2 separate regions of the Pan troglodytes genome follow, and region 2 is linked to region 1. The links are chromatin contacts, called in public Hi-C maps. All regions are on one chromosome and are shown on one strand. Each heading gives the region's core, a stretch centred on a gene start, on an enhancer-like site or on the middle of the called end of the contact. The rest is flanking DNA. Distances are from core to core; before and after follow the strand shown.

Region 1 (7,172 bases), core at 2,033-4,532:
CATGCAGGGTGTCTAGCCTTCAGATTTTCATCCGCTTCTTAGCGCAACACAATCCCCTGGTCTTAGTTTCCCCAAAGCTCTGAGTGATAAGCTCTTCCTCAGGGACCCACACAGGCCAGGCCAAACCCACGTCCCATCCCAAGAAGAGTCCCATTGAGTCCCCTCCACCCCCAGGAGGCCACACCGTTCTCGATATTCTGTCCTGCCTTCTCCCATACATCAATGCGAACATGTGCGACTGTGTGTCCCAGCCGTGGGCTCTGAACAGATGGCACCACTGCACACGGTCAGCAAGCTCCCAGAGGGAGGCCTCGCAGAAAGCTTTGGAGGGAAAAGGTAATTCTGGGAACAGATCTGATCTGAGGGCGGCAGGAAGGAGCTGCTGGGGAGGCGGCTGGCCTGCCTCCCACTACCACACCCCCATCGCAGCCCACGATTAGAAGGTTCAAGCCTAAAAAGGCAAAAGTTGTGAGTCAGTCCTTGCCTTGCTTCCCGTCCTTGTCCTCAGCTTGCCAAATTCCTGCCAAATTCCTTCTTCCCTTCCTCCTTGCACCCTCATTCTCCCTCTCTGCCATCTTCTGAATCAAACTCCTTCACTTGCCTCAAGTCCCCTCAGCTCAGCAGACTGCCTTTTTGTTCCCCCTGAGCATCCCTCAGGGACTTCCTGACAGGAAGCCAGGGCCACCTCAGGAAACAAGCCTGACAGAAACACCTCAGGTCTCACGAGGTCATGACCCAGAAGCCACTCCCTTCTTCTCCTTTCTCTAATTCCCACTCCCACCCCTGCTAGGGGGTCTCTTTCTCTCCACATGTGGTCCTCATGCACTGCCTTCAAGATGGAACTCCAGCAGGGCTTGAGGAGATGGGGGAAGCAAAGCCCCAGCTCAGGCCGAGCCACTTGTCCCTGGGCTGCCATTCAAGCCACTGCTTGGGAGGTGGGCACAGCCTGGGGAGAGAGGTGATGAGAAACCTACCCTTCCTGATGCCCACTGTGTCTTGGGGTTCTCTCAGAAGATGGTGAAGGGGAGCCTGGAAGTCCACTCCTTCACACACATACCAGCTGCCTGGCTCTGAGCAAGTTACTTAACCCCTGTCTCCTCATCCAACAAGTGGGCTGTCTGCTGCAGCTTCATGGGGTGGTTGAGCGGATAACATGGGCTAAAAAGAGATTGCCAGTTGGCCAGGCATGGTGCCTCACACCTGTAATCAGAGCACTTTTGGAGGCCGAGGTGGATGGATCACTTGAGCTCAGGAGTTCAAGACCAGTCTGGCCAACATGGCGAAACCTTGTTTTTACCAAAAATACAAAAATTAGCCAGGCATGGTGGTGCGCGTCTGTGGTCCCAGCTACTCGAGAGGCTGAGGTGGGAGGATCACTTGAACCTGGGAGGCGGAGATTGCAGTGAGCTGAGATCACGCCGCTGCACTCCAGTCTGGGTGACCAAGTGAGACCCCATTTCAAGAAGAAAAAAAAAAAAAAAAGAGGTACCCAGTGGCACAGGACACAAAGTAAAAGCTAGTTGTCAGCAAAATATGAACTCCATTAGTTTCCCACCCTCTCACGCACTCAAGCCGCGTCCAGTAAAGACATTGCTGAAGCCCTGGCCCATTCCAGAGGGGGCTGCACACTCTATCCAGCCAGGATTTCTCCAACTCTTGAGCCAAGAGCTCCTCATTGGCCAACTCACATCCCCCTCTGCTGGCTGTTTCCTTGAAACCTTGGTATGGCCCACCCGGGGCTGCCTTGCCTTCTGCAGGGGTCTCAGTCACACGTGCAGCTGGCCCTTAGGGTTGTTTTGTGCGAAGGAGGCTGACGCGCACACCAGCGCCTGAGTTTCAGCATCCAGGCTACCTCTGGGTCAGGCGCTTGTGCTACCTCCTCTCTGGGCCCTCTGGCAGCAGCAACCTTTCTCGTAGATCCTAGAGGTCATCTGGCAGCATGATCAGCTGGGGAGGGTGCCCAGGGCAGCCACATAGCCCCTCCGGCCCTCCCACCTGGGGCTTGGGGCCAGAACCAGCTGTGATGGGGCAGTAATGCCTCTGGACAGGAGGGATGGTACCATGCATTCTGCTTCCAATGGCAAGGCCAGCCCTGCTCCCTGAGGTTTTCTTCTGGGCAAAGAAAAGACAATAAAAAAGATGGCTCTCGTGGCTTTCAGCTCTGGGGATTTTCCGGAGACTGGGACTCCACGGTGCAGCTTCCCAGAACTTGGAGGTTTTGCAAGGCTCAAATCCCTCTCAAAGTCTTGGAGCGCCCTCTAGGGGCGGCAGCCTGAGCAGGCCTGAATCCATGTCCTCCCTTTGTACTCAGTCCAGCCAGCTGGCTCCTTGGTTCCTTACTTCATTCATTGATTCAGCAAACAAGGATTGGGTTCCTCCTCCGGGCCAGACCATGCTAGACACTAGGCTGATTGAAATGATCAAAACACAAGCCCTGCCCTCAAAGCAGCTTTCATATACTCTCGAGAAACGCTGTGCAATACTCCTTGATAACTAAAGGCTGAGTTTCCCAGGCCCATCCCAGACACCATGGGGCTGTTCAGCAGTCCTCTTGTTCCTGCACCTCCCCCAGCGACCCAGCCCTATTGGGAGGGTCTCCCACCAGCCTCCCTGCTCTCGCCCCAGGCTGGGAGCTTCCTGAGGAGGGACTGATCCCCCACACTGGTGGCACACAGTAGAGTGGGCTGGAAGCCTTGGGATGGACCCTACACCCATACAGTCCGGGCCTGGGCAGCAGGCTTCCAGGGACTTGGGGAGGGTCAGAGCAGGGCAGTAAAGGCGATGACCCATGTGTGGCAATGCTAGCTCCTCTGCCCTCTGCTGTCGCCGCTGGGGGCTGTCAGAGGATTCAGGAGTGACTCTAGGCTGTCCCCAGATGAAGTGGCCTGCCCAAGAGTGCAGCCCTGGGTCCTGCTCCCAAGGTGCCCCTGTCCCAGCCTGACCTGGTGTGACGGTGGTGCGTCTGGGGATGGTGGGGGAATGACTCACTGGCTGGGAGCCTTGACTCAGAAGGAAGGAAGACCAGGGCTCAGTTCCAACTGCAACAACATTTCTTGGTAGAAACCCCTGTCTAAGCCAAGGCCTTTCTGGGTCCTCCTTTCCTAGGGTGAGGCTGGAGAGGGAGTGGGTGTGGGGGGAGGTGGAAGGCAGCGATGAGCCTGGAACTGGATGAAGAGTCTCTGCCCCTCGCTCAGGGCCTGAGGAGGTAACTCTGCTCAGTAAGTGCTGCAGTCCCTGGATCCCTGGCCTGCCTAGATGCTGTGAGACTGTGCGTGTTCACTGCGCCCCCTGGCAGGGCCTGCTGCCTCAGCACCTGCCGCAGCCCTGCTCTTCCCCAGGACACTGGGACCAAGGGTGACTCAGAAAAAGGAGCAGGTATGTACGTGTGTGTATGTGTAGGGGTGTGAGTGTGTGTGCGTGTGCATGTGTGTGTGGATGTGTGGGTGTCTGTGTGTAGCATCCTGTTTTGTGTGAGGCCGTTAATCTGATGCCCCAGTCTCACTCCAGTGTACAGAATCAAATCATAGAGTTCCTGAACCTCAGTTTACTCATCTGTATTTCAAAAAGCTTAGAGGCGATGATGGCTAAGGCCCTGTCTGGGTGAAACTGTAGAATCCTAAGGCTCCATAATTCCTGAGCCAGGGGTGGGGTGGAGGGGGATGGGAAGATCTTGAGTCCCTTGGAAAAGGCTCCCTCTAGTCAGCAGTGGAAATAAAGTCAACCTTATATTTTATTTCTTGCCTCTGACAACCAGGAGCCATGCCAGAGAGATACCATGTAAGGAATGAGAACAGCTGCCCCTGAGAATTAACCAGAGATCTTCTGCCCAGCCCCAGCCTCCCATCCCCAGAGAGCTAGTGACTCACTCCACCAGAATTCTCTCCTCCAGTTCTGGTATTTGCTTGGGGTTGGAGACTGGAAGCTATTGGCCCGTTGCAGAGCTGCTGTGGAAAAAGAAAGGGACAGGGAAGATGGGGTGGGAGGAAGAGTCCATTAAATGTGTAGAGAAAGTAGGAATTTATCTCCTATAGCTCAATTACCACAAGTCAATAGACTAATGATTATAATAGATTGAACCCTCTCCTTCCCTCACACCATACTGCTGTCCCCACAACACACTCTACCAAACTTTTCATTTGTTCACACATCAAATATTTTTGTGTTTTTGTTTGTTTGTCACCAGGCTGGAGTGCAGTGGTGGGGTCATGGCTCACTGCCCCGTCGACCTCTTGGGCTCAAATGATACTCCCACCTCAGGCTCCCGAGTAGCTGGGACTATAGGCATGCACCACGACACGCAGATAATTTTTTAATTTTTATTTTTTATAGAGACAGGGTCCCACTGTGTTGCCCAGGTTGGTCTCAAACTCCTGGGCTCAAGTGATCCTCCCACCTTGGCCTCCCAAAGTGCTGGGGTTACAGGCATGAGCCACCACACCTGGCATCAAATATTTGAGACCCTGCTATGGGACAGGTACCACCCTCAGAGAATGCCTCAAATTATGAACCATCATTACTAAGATCATCAGTAAGCATCTACATGCATCTATGCGTATATGCATATGTGTAGACATATTTATACAGGCATGTGTACATACATACATGCACATATTCATTCATGTCAGAACAGTTATTTAAAGCTAAGGTCATCACGGGCCATCAATGTTCCATATATGTAATACATTAAAAACTGGAGCTGCTCTGATTGAAGCCAGGAAGCTGCAGGAAGTTCTACTCTCTGCCTCCCCTTTCCCCACAGAGCCCCCCAAACCCTTTGGAAACCAGGTTTAATTGAGGCTGTGGACCATCATTGCTGTGGCCCTCCCTTGGCCTGGTTCCAAGGGAAACATATTTGCGGGACACTGTACTTCCTGTGGAAGACCCCTCTGCCAGCTGGGCCTTGAGGATTAGCTGAGCCAAATGAACATCACATGCAGAAGAAAAACAGGTCTTGGTCACTTAGGGTGTGAGAGTGAGCAGTGGGGTCCACGTGTTCCCTGTTCCCATGCAAGGCCTGCAGATGCATTCTCAGGCTTCAGGCCCCTGCACCTCCATCATTGCTGGAGAGAAAGGATGGGGACGGTGAACATCTGAGTGTGCACACAGGCAGGGCCAGGAAGCATGAACGGAAAGGAAGCCCAAGGGCATGATGTGGGTGTGGGAGATGGACGCAGGGAGGGTCTGAATCCAGGACCCTAAATCCAAGGCCCAGCTAGCCCAGCCCTCTGTCTTTCTTTCTGTCTAGAAACAGTCCTAGATATTCCACTCCCTGCCAGGTCTCACAGTGGAACTCTTTCTTAGCAGCCAGGCTATGGAGCACAGGTGTCAATTACTACCTGGGGGCTTTCCTTCCTCAAGACCAGCTCCTTCAGCTCCTCTCTCTCCCTTACTCCATTTGTGAAAATGCCTTTGCAAAAATTATAACTGAGAAAATTATGACAGTGACAGAGATCTGACTTAACCAATCCCTCTTGCTTCTAACCTCCACCCTGTCTTTGTTCATTCCTGGGCGTAGGCTGAACTAACTTTGGGAGGAACTTAGTTTATAGTTTAGTTTGGAAACAAAGATGATAACAGCTCTTTCCCCAAACAAACCCCCTTCCTGCCTGGGGACAAGACTGCCTTTGCAGGACTAACAAATTAGCCGCAAGATTAGAAATTGTGGTTTAAGAGTCATGCAGCTGGAAGTTGCAAGATTCTGAACCTTCCCAAATTGCATCTTGAGGCTAACATCACTATTGTAAAGCCTAAGATCAGTGCTTGGGATATTTTGCAGACCCTGAGCTCAGAGGATCAACTGGCACCACCTAGATTGATAAACTGGCTCATCTGGTCTTTTAGCCCCCACTCAGGAACTGACTCAGTGCAAGAGGACAGCTTTGACTCCCTATGAGTTCATTTCTGACCTGACCAATCAGCACTCCCCATTTTCCGAACCCCTTCTCAACAAATTATCTTTAAAAACCCTGATCCCCGAGTTTTCAGGGAGACTGATTTAAGTAATAATAAAATTCTGGTCTCCTGTACAGCCAGCTCTGTGTAAATTAAACTCTTCTTCTATCGCAATTCCCCTGTCTTGAGAAATCAGCTCAGTCTAGGCAGCAGGCAAGGAGAACCCGTCGGGTGGTTACATTTGGAGGCGCTTCATGTCTGCTCTGTCTGGCAGGCTCCCAATCCCACAGGCCTGCTCTCAAAATCAAGCCCATGGGTTTGAGGAGGAGCCTGTGTGGATGGGCACACAGTCTTCCCAGCTCCCCATGAGGAGATGAATAGCCCACCCCCCAATTGCTGGCTGCCTGGGCTTTCCAGGCTGGATGTTTTCCATAAGGAGCAAGCAGGTCTTAAGCACAGCTACATCCTGCTGGCCAAAGCTAGCCTCTTAATCACTTAATGAAGACATTTCTAAAAAAAAAAAAATTGCATAAAGCTCTAATTGCTTCTTCTTAGCTTGTAACTTTGTGGAATGCAAGCTATTGGAAATGGCTAAAGTTCAAGAGAGATTTTCCATCACTGGTGTTAATAGAGCACACATGCACACATTTTTACCACAGTGGGAACAATAGGGTGGGTAGTAATGACTTCATCTAGTAATGCTGAGCAGCATAAAGTGGGCTGATCCCTTCTTTTTAGCTTATATTCTATGTGTGTTTATTTATTTTACAGGAGCACTTTCAGAGATCTTAGTGCATGACCCACTGTAAAAGGAGTGAGAGGGTATTTTCCCATGTGGTGCTGATGATATCATTTTATTGTTACAAACTGATAAGTGTCCTCCATATTCCATTGGACCATCCTGTTATCAAATTATTGCCAGAAAAAAAGATGGATAAATATCAATTCCTCTAAGCCAGAATAATTCGGGGCAGGTTGTTCTCCTAAATCTAATTAGTTTATAGCTAAGAGTCCAATGCACTAGATCGATTCATTTAGTTGCTTGGGTGTGGATTTCACAATGAATTCATCTAGGAAGGCCTTCCATAAAAGCTGCATTTCTGAAATTCCCAAAGTGTAGAACATGGTCCACTGTGTCAAAGCCCCTGGGGACGCTTACACAGAATGCACACACTTGGCACCACTCCAGACCCACTCAATCTGAATTTCTGATGGTGAGAACCTGGGAATCTGCCTTTTAAACAAGATTATCACGAATCACTGACCCTGATGTTTTAGGG
Region 2 (7,172 bases), core at 2,891-5,390, 390 kb before region 1:
TGTATCACTGATGCGGTTCAAACACAACTCTAGATGCAACTTAAATACCACAAGGTAATCTATGCCTTATTATAAAATAAGAAAAAGCATCATGCAGCTATAAAAGATTGTGCCAGCCATCAATCTGTCCCCAAGCAGCCCAGCAGCAGCACAGCCTAGGTTTGTCAAAGGGGAATAAGCTTACAATATATTTTTCTGGCTGAGTCCAAAAGTTGGACATTAGCAGTTTGCAGTTCCAGTCACTAAACTCCAAAGGGGCAGCTGTAACGCTCGCATTTAACAACAAGGTTGGCTTGCATTTTCTTGCAGTTCTACAGAGAAATCTGGACACTTCTTTTGGCCACATTCTTCAGTCTTTGAAAAAAACAGACCCTAAAGTTTTACCGCTAAACAGATTCGACCTCTAAACACAGCTTTCATATTTATTTATTTATTTATTTATTTATTTATTTTCCCTTTCACAATCTCTCTACTGGGTACAAGTGCCTAAAATGGAGCTTAAAAGTGTTATCCACCTACTGTCTGTATGTGAATATGGTCATTTTTAAGTCCACCAGATCATACATACAGTTATTTGCACCAACCTTGAGTGATAAGACACAATTTTCATTTGCAGGCAGCATAATTATGCTCACAATTAACACATAACACATGAGATTAGAGAGAAAAGTAATCCCACAAATGCCCAGGCTCTTGTATGACCACCACGTATGAGAGATCAATCCATTTCTGAAGCAACCAACCTTAAAATATTGTTATGGTCACAGCTCATTTCTTCAAAAGTCTATTTAATATTTGCGATCTACATGCTTTAAACTGTTCGTATTATATACTTTTCTGCTGAAAATGTAAGGACAAATATGATCTAAACACCGATGATAAAAGTATATCCTTCCCAAACGTTCCCGTTAAGAAATGCCCTCATAATTGTTGCTCTGTATTCTAAGAACCAACAAAACACAAAATTGTTTATAAACTGCTGAAGCTCAAGCAGGGAAAAAAACTCGAACGTTTTTTTCCTTATGACTTATTTGTTCCTTTTTCTAAATAAAAGGGGACTCCAGTCTCCCAAGTGAGTATACTAATATATAATTCCTGCCGTATAAAGTAAGTGGGGGGAGAGAGGAAATGGGAAAGGGAGGAGGAAGCCGACTCCCCCCAGGCTGCCCTCCCAAACCCGCCCTTATGTGTAATTAGTTTGCTGCTGGGGCCTGGGCACACATTGTACCACAAGGCAAGGAAAAGCCTCTCAGTGAGAAATTCCTATCAGTCTGGCTCAAACTAAATTGGGATGTCCTCCCCCTTTAAATTAAATTTAATTAAGTATATGTCATGGTGAGTCCTGGTTTTTGTTTTGGGAAAAGAAAAGAAAAAAAACCCTCCAACCCTCCAATAATCTCTCTCAGACATGTTCCCCGGAGTTCATTACTTTATAAAGGATCACACAGAGAAGGAATTTACATAGATTCTTCCCTATAATTTTCTTTACCCATATTGTCAAAGCAAAGTGTCATACTGGTTTTGTTTCAAGCTCGTTTTTAAAAAAAAAAAAAGTTCTAATATTCCCCTAACACTGCAGATCAAATAATATTTACCATTAAAGTAAAAATAAAATAGTCTACCTTGGCATTTTGATACCATCAGCAAGAACCCGTAATGGATATAGCTTATCATCAGTTCATTTTTTATACCAACAATAAATAAAAGAATTGTTAACTGTTTAAAACCTGAAACCTGAGAGTTCAACACAGAGTTGCACAAAGAAACACTAAACAAAAATATCTGTGACCATTTATGGAAACAATGAGATTAGAAAAATAAGCCTTTCCCCAAAAATTCAACAATTCAAAACCTCACTACTGACAAAAGGTTCAACGAATCCATTTGTCTTTCCTGAGTCACTTTGTAATTAGTTCTACTATTTCCTTCTAAAGAGGAAAAGATTCCTAAGGAAGTTGGATTTAAGTCTAGTCCTTGTAAGCATTCAGATATGCTTGGACCCGAAGACCCTGCTGTTTACAGAAGGGGGGCACAAACCCAACAGTGAAAGGGTGAAGCACCGGGCGTAGCCTGAAGACTGTTCCCCAATCTGTGCCTCAGAGAAGCCCCTATCCGTAGAAGACCAGCAAGATTCACTGCAGCCTGCAGAGAAAGGAGCCCACTCCCGGCTGTGACTACACAGTGGATCACATCTCCCTGAAGGGAGGGATATGTCTACTCAGGTAACCATTGCAGGCAACCAGCGCACCCCAAGCCATCGGACCACCTGAACTTCCAAAAACAACCAAGGTGGAAAGCGGGCAGAAAGAAATCTGTGGTTGTTGTGAATTGATAAGGTTCTGCTCCTTTGCAATACGTGTAGTGTTTTTAGTATTTCTTTTTACTACTTTGAAATGTGGCAGGCTTAACAGACCTTTCTATCCCAAGACCTGGGCTCCTTCCAAGGCACTGTTTTTAAACATGGCCTTTTTACATTCCCTGCTCCTGGAACATCATCTGTCTCTAAGTTTCCAGGGCTCACTGAGGTCAATTTTCATTTCTGCAAATCACAGGAAGCCACTTGCTTCTAAGAAGTTAACAAGCCTCCTGAGAAACGCTGGTGGCTGGTATTTCATTGTTTCATAAATATTTTTACATAGTGACACTATCCAACTTTAAATAAATCTTTTAAAAAAGGCAATTTAAAAGCAAAGAAAATTCTGATCTGGATTTCATTTATTTTCATGAGAGGGGAGGTGTGAGCCCTCATTGTTTTCGACTCATTAAAAATATTGCTTTGATTTTTTAAAAATACAAACGTTATTTTTTTAAAAAGAAGAAAAGTCACAGAAGTTGAACTTTCTTTAAAGCGGGACTCTGGACTTTTGAAAACAAGTGTTGCTGTTACGAACAAAGACTAGAAGTGTACCCAGATTTTCTCCCCCCCGGGGATCATTTCTCTTCCAATCAACAAACAAATCCCCCAGTATTTCCTACCGAAAGGGAAGGGAAGTTTTCCAGGGAGAGTCTCCTCCTGGGTTTGGTGGTAACTGCGACTCAGTCTTTTTTGGACACAATGTTTCTGCTGACTCCTGAAAATTTTCCACTTGAATGTGCAATGAAGCGGCGGCGGCAGCGGCAGCAACAGTCCTGGAGAAGCGGCAAAGACGACCGTGCCCTTTTTCATCTTTGAGAAGAAGGAGCGAACCCCCCGCCAGCGGCACAAGTCTGCGCAGACCCGGGCCGGCCTCGGGGGTACCCGGCGCCGGGGGACGGCGGCGAAAGCAGGGGGGTGCGGGCCGGCTCCGGGCTCCGAGGCGGCGGCTCTGCCCGCCCGCGCTCGCTCCGAACTTCTGGCTCCCCAGCGCACCCCGTCCAAGGCGCCCGAGAGTGTGTGCGTGTGTGCGCGTGCAGGCGGCGGGAGAGGGGGCGCGCGGGGGGCGCGGCGCGGCCGGCCGGGCGCCTCCAGGGCCGCCGCCGGGGGCCGCCTGTTGCCGCGCGGGCTCCCAGCGCGCGGCCCAACTTGGCGTCCTGGCAAGTCGCGCGGCGGCGCCCGGCCGCTCACCTCGGAGGGGGCGCGGGGAGGCGGGTGTGGGGGCCCGGCCGCGGCCCTCCGCGTGCCCGCCCGCCGTCGCACACAAAGCAGAGCCCGCAAAGAAAGAGCGGCCCGCGAGGGACGCGCCGCCGGCCCCCCGCTGCCCCGTGCGCCCCCCGCACCCCAGCATCCGCCCCGCGCGCCAACTTACCTCGGCCCAGGGAGCCGCCGCAGCGCCCGGCGAGTCCGAGGCAAACTTCGGCGCCGCTTCCCCCGCCCTCTGCTCGGTGCCCGGCTCCCTCCCCGGCTCCCGGTCCCTGGGCCCGGCCACCCCACCCCTGCCTAGCACCGCTCCTGCCCCGGGGCCGGCTGGCGCGCTGGGCTGCTGCCCGCGCTCCGGGCAAAGGTGGAGGGGTGGGGGGGCGTCACTGCATGGCCTGTCCCTGGACGCGGCCGCCCCGGGCCCGGGCCCCGCCGCGTGGAATGGCCCGCAGGGTGGAAGCGAGTCTGCAAAGTGCTTGGTGGGCGCCCGCGGCGGGCGGCGGGGCCGCGGCGGCGGCAGCAGAGGCTCGGCTCGGCTCAGGCGGCGCGGCGCGGCGCGAGCGATGCTAAGAATGTTCGGAATGAGGACAGGAATGAAATGAACGCCAGGACCGAACTCGCTCCGGAGGGGTGGGGCCTCGGTGACGTCATGCGGCCTGCCGCCCGGGGCTGGAGGCGGGGCCTGCCGCCGCCGGTGACGTCATGGGGAATCGGGGCGGACCGGCGCGGCTGCTTCGCCGTTGGGGCGCGGGCTTTCGGCAGCTGGGCGGAGTCTCGCGCCCACGGGGGAGCGTGGCTCGCGCGGGAGCCGCCCTCCGTCTCCCGGCGCGGGCTCCGGGCTTTGTCCCGAGCCGGGGCGGGGCGGGGCGGGGCGGACGGGAGCTGTGCGGCTTGGAAGTCCCTGCGCTCGCGCGAAGAACTCTGGAAGCCTGGGTTCCTTCCAGGGGGCAGGCGCCGAGGCAGGAGTTATGCGCGACGCGCCTACCGTGCCTCAGTTTCCCTAGTCCGGGACGCGGAAGCGCGGGTGACTGCGTTGAGTGCTCCCGGACTCGCGGAAGTCTGCAAGTGTAGGGTAGAGAAGTTGCCTTTCTGGTGATGCAGATTATTGCTCTCGAGCGCGGTGGACGCCGTCTCCGGGCCAGATTCCCAGCCTGCCATTTCTTCTCTTCCCTTTCACTTTTATAAAAGTTCACAGCTCTCACTCAAGTCGAAATCTGTCTTACGGTTGGGAAAGGAAAACCTTTAGCCTAGCAGAGAAGGATAATTACAGAGTTCGTAATAAACCTGCCCTGCTAGCAAGGTCTTCTCCAAGTCAGTTAAAAAACTAAGTTCACTCATCTCTGCCGGTTGTACTTTTCAAAAGTAACTTCCTAAACTTTAAAATGCTGCATCCGGCGACTTTAAGTTAGCCCTTTCTTTATTGAGAAACTTCATTTCATTATTAAAGGAATCATTTTAACCCTGCCATTGGAGGTAGTGACGCAAAAGTGACATAGACCCAGTCGGTAAATCAGAAAACGGGTAAAATCGACCCACTGGGGACAGAACCGTCTAAAGTTTCGGGTGATTGTTATAATTATTTAACAAACTGCAAAGCAGTTCCCGCACAGTGGACCTCATTCGTTCTAGGCACTTGGCTCTCTTTTCCAGCTGAGGCCTCAGGATTAAATAACAACATATTTTGTGCCCGAGGAATCCCTATATCCCTATATGTGGGTAACTGAGGAGACTAGACTGTGACTGACTGCAACACATTTCTACAAAACATAACTTTTACTAATACATTGTTTTCCTTTTTTTTTAATTTTTATTATTTTTTTATTTTATTTTTGGAGACAGGATCTTGCTCTGTCACCTAGGCTAGAGTGCAATGGTGCGATCTGGGCTCGCTGCAGCCTCGACTCCCTGGAATCAAGCCATCCTCCCTTTTCAGCCTCCCGAATAGCTGGAACTACAGGCACGCACCACCACGCCTAGCTAATTTCTAAAATTTTTTTGTAGAGATGCAGTTTCACCATGCTGCCCAGGCTGATCTCAGACGCCCGGGCTCAAGCTGTCCTCCTGCCTCGGCTTCCTGAAGTGCTGGGATTACAAAAGTGAGCCACTGCACCCAGTCTTATTAATACATTTTTAATTTCAACTCTTGAAGTAATCGGAGTAACAGGCAGTTGTAAAAAATAATAATAAATCGTTTGTTCACTTTGCCCAGTTCTCCCCACTGGTAATGTCTTCCAAAACTCTAATACAGTATCACAATTGGGATATTGACATTGATACGATCCACCCATCTTATTCAGATTTCCTCAGTCTTACTTGTACGTATTCGTACGTGCCTGTATTTAGGTCTATGCAATTTCCTGACTTGTGTAGGTACCACCACAGTCAAGTACAAGTGCATTTTATTTCTAATTCATAGGCAATGATAAGGTAATACAGTGAGGTTCACAGTAATGAACCCAACCACCTTGGCACTGGTTTTTGGAAATGTGTTAGAAAACACATAATTAATTTGGCATTAAAACTGTACTAGGCATATCTCTCTCCAAATGTCATCTTCTAAAAGCACCAGATAAATTTCGATGGCAGTGCCAACCAGTTAGTAGGGTTTCTAAACCACTATTTGTTGGCCCAGTATACCTGGGCACCTTTCAGACTAGTTCCTGTCTTATAGCCACTTTGCAATACAATATCTCCCTCATTCCAGACTGAATTAAGGAAAAATTCCTTGGCCTGGGATCCAAAGTTCTTTATGACATGAGTGACTTTTTGACCAGTATTTTCTCCAACTTCTCCCGTGTGTAAATTTTTTGAGACTCACCTTAAAAACCTCTTCCTCCGTGAAGACTGCTAAACTAAATATTTCCTCTCTAGGACCCTTGAAGCGCCTTGCTCCAGATATGCTTCTTGTATTCTGTTAGTTACCAGCATATGTGTGTTACTGGTGATGCCTACCTATCTGAGCCCCTGGAAAGTGGTCTGGGTCTCATGCAGCTAAGTATGCCCTGCCCAGGACATACAAATGGGAAGTGACTCTCATTGTCATCTCTCCACTCTTCCAAATGCTTTCACTCTCCTCAGCCACCTTGATCAATGCATAGGACCAGTGCATGGATTTAGGGCCCCAGCACCTAAGGGCAGGAACATTAACTGCAACCTGCTAAAATGGCAGCAGATACCATATACTGCGTCCATGCTTAGCACTTGGCATTTTACATTTGCCATCTCAATTAGTTCTCACAGAACCTGTGTAAAGTAGTAATTAGTACCCCCAGTTTACACAAGGGAAAAAATGAGATGTTAGGGAGGCTATATAACTTGTCCATGGTCACATAGTCAGAACCTGAATTCCTTCTGACTCATGTTTATAACCTGTATTCATAACCCCTGACCTCTACTGTCACCAAAGCTGAAATGAATATAAATCAAAGCAGTGGAATGCCAGGCACTGATCTAAGTACTTTCCAGGTATTACCTCATTTGATCCCCACAGCCACCCTATGAGGTGGTTACTATTATTAGTCTTATTTTATAGATGAACGAGCCGAGGACCGGAGAGATGAAATAACTCGATCAGGGTCATATATTTAGTGAGTGCAAAGCAAAAATTCAAACCCGG

The links. Hi-C and Micro-C count contacts between places; a contact is called where the count stands out from the background.
Region 2: a Hi-C map of stem cell-derived neural progenitor cells shows a contact between it and region 1, with 4 times the contacts expected there. The contact joins the promoter of TEAD1 here to the enhancer-like site in region 1. A contact is called at or near these places in 1 of 7 Hi-C or Micro-C datasets (stem cell-derived neural progenitor cells) and 1 of 1 datasets of contacts at active chromatin or transcription factors (stem cell-derived excitatory neurons).

What each region holds. Positions count from the first base shown.
Region 1 is chr9:16,440,286-16,447,457 of NHGRI_mPanTro3-v2.0_pri, reverse strand. It overlaps MICAL2 (microtubule associated monooxygenase, calponin and LIM domain containing 2), which reads right to left. Exons shown (of 36, transcript XM_016920387.4): 28 at 3,867-3,944. Among named protein-coding and RNA genes, the nearest start is that of PARVA, 89 kb to the left of the region's middle. Within about 2 kb of position 3,282, at least 10 of the 24 cell types and tissues checked have an H3K27ac peak or open chromatin away from gene starts, as enhancers often do. A contact at or near this core is called in stem cell-derived neural progenitor cells, where this site is marked.
Region 2 is chr9:16,828,414-16,835,585 of NHGRI_mPanTro3-v2.0_pri, reverse strand. TEAD1 (TEA domain transcription factor 1) reads right to left here and starts at 4,140. Exons shown (of 13, transcript XM_054662118.2): 1 at 3,726-4,140.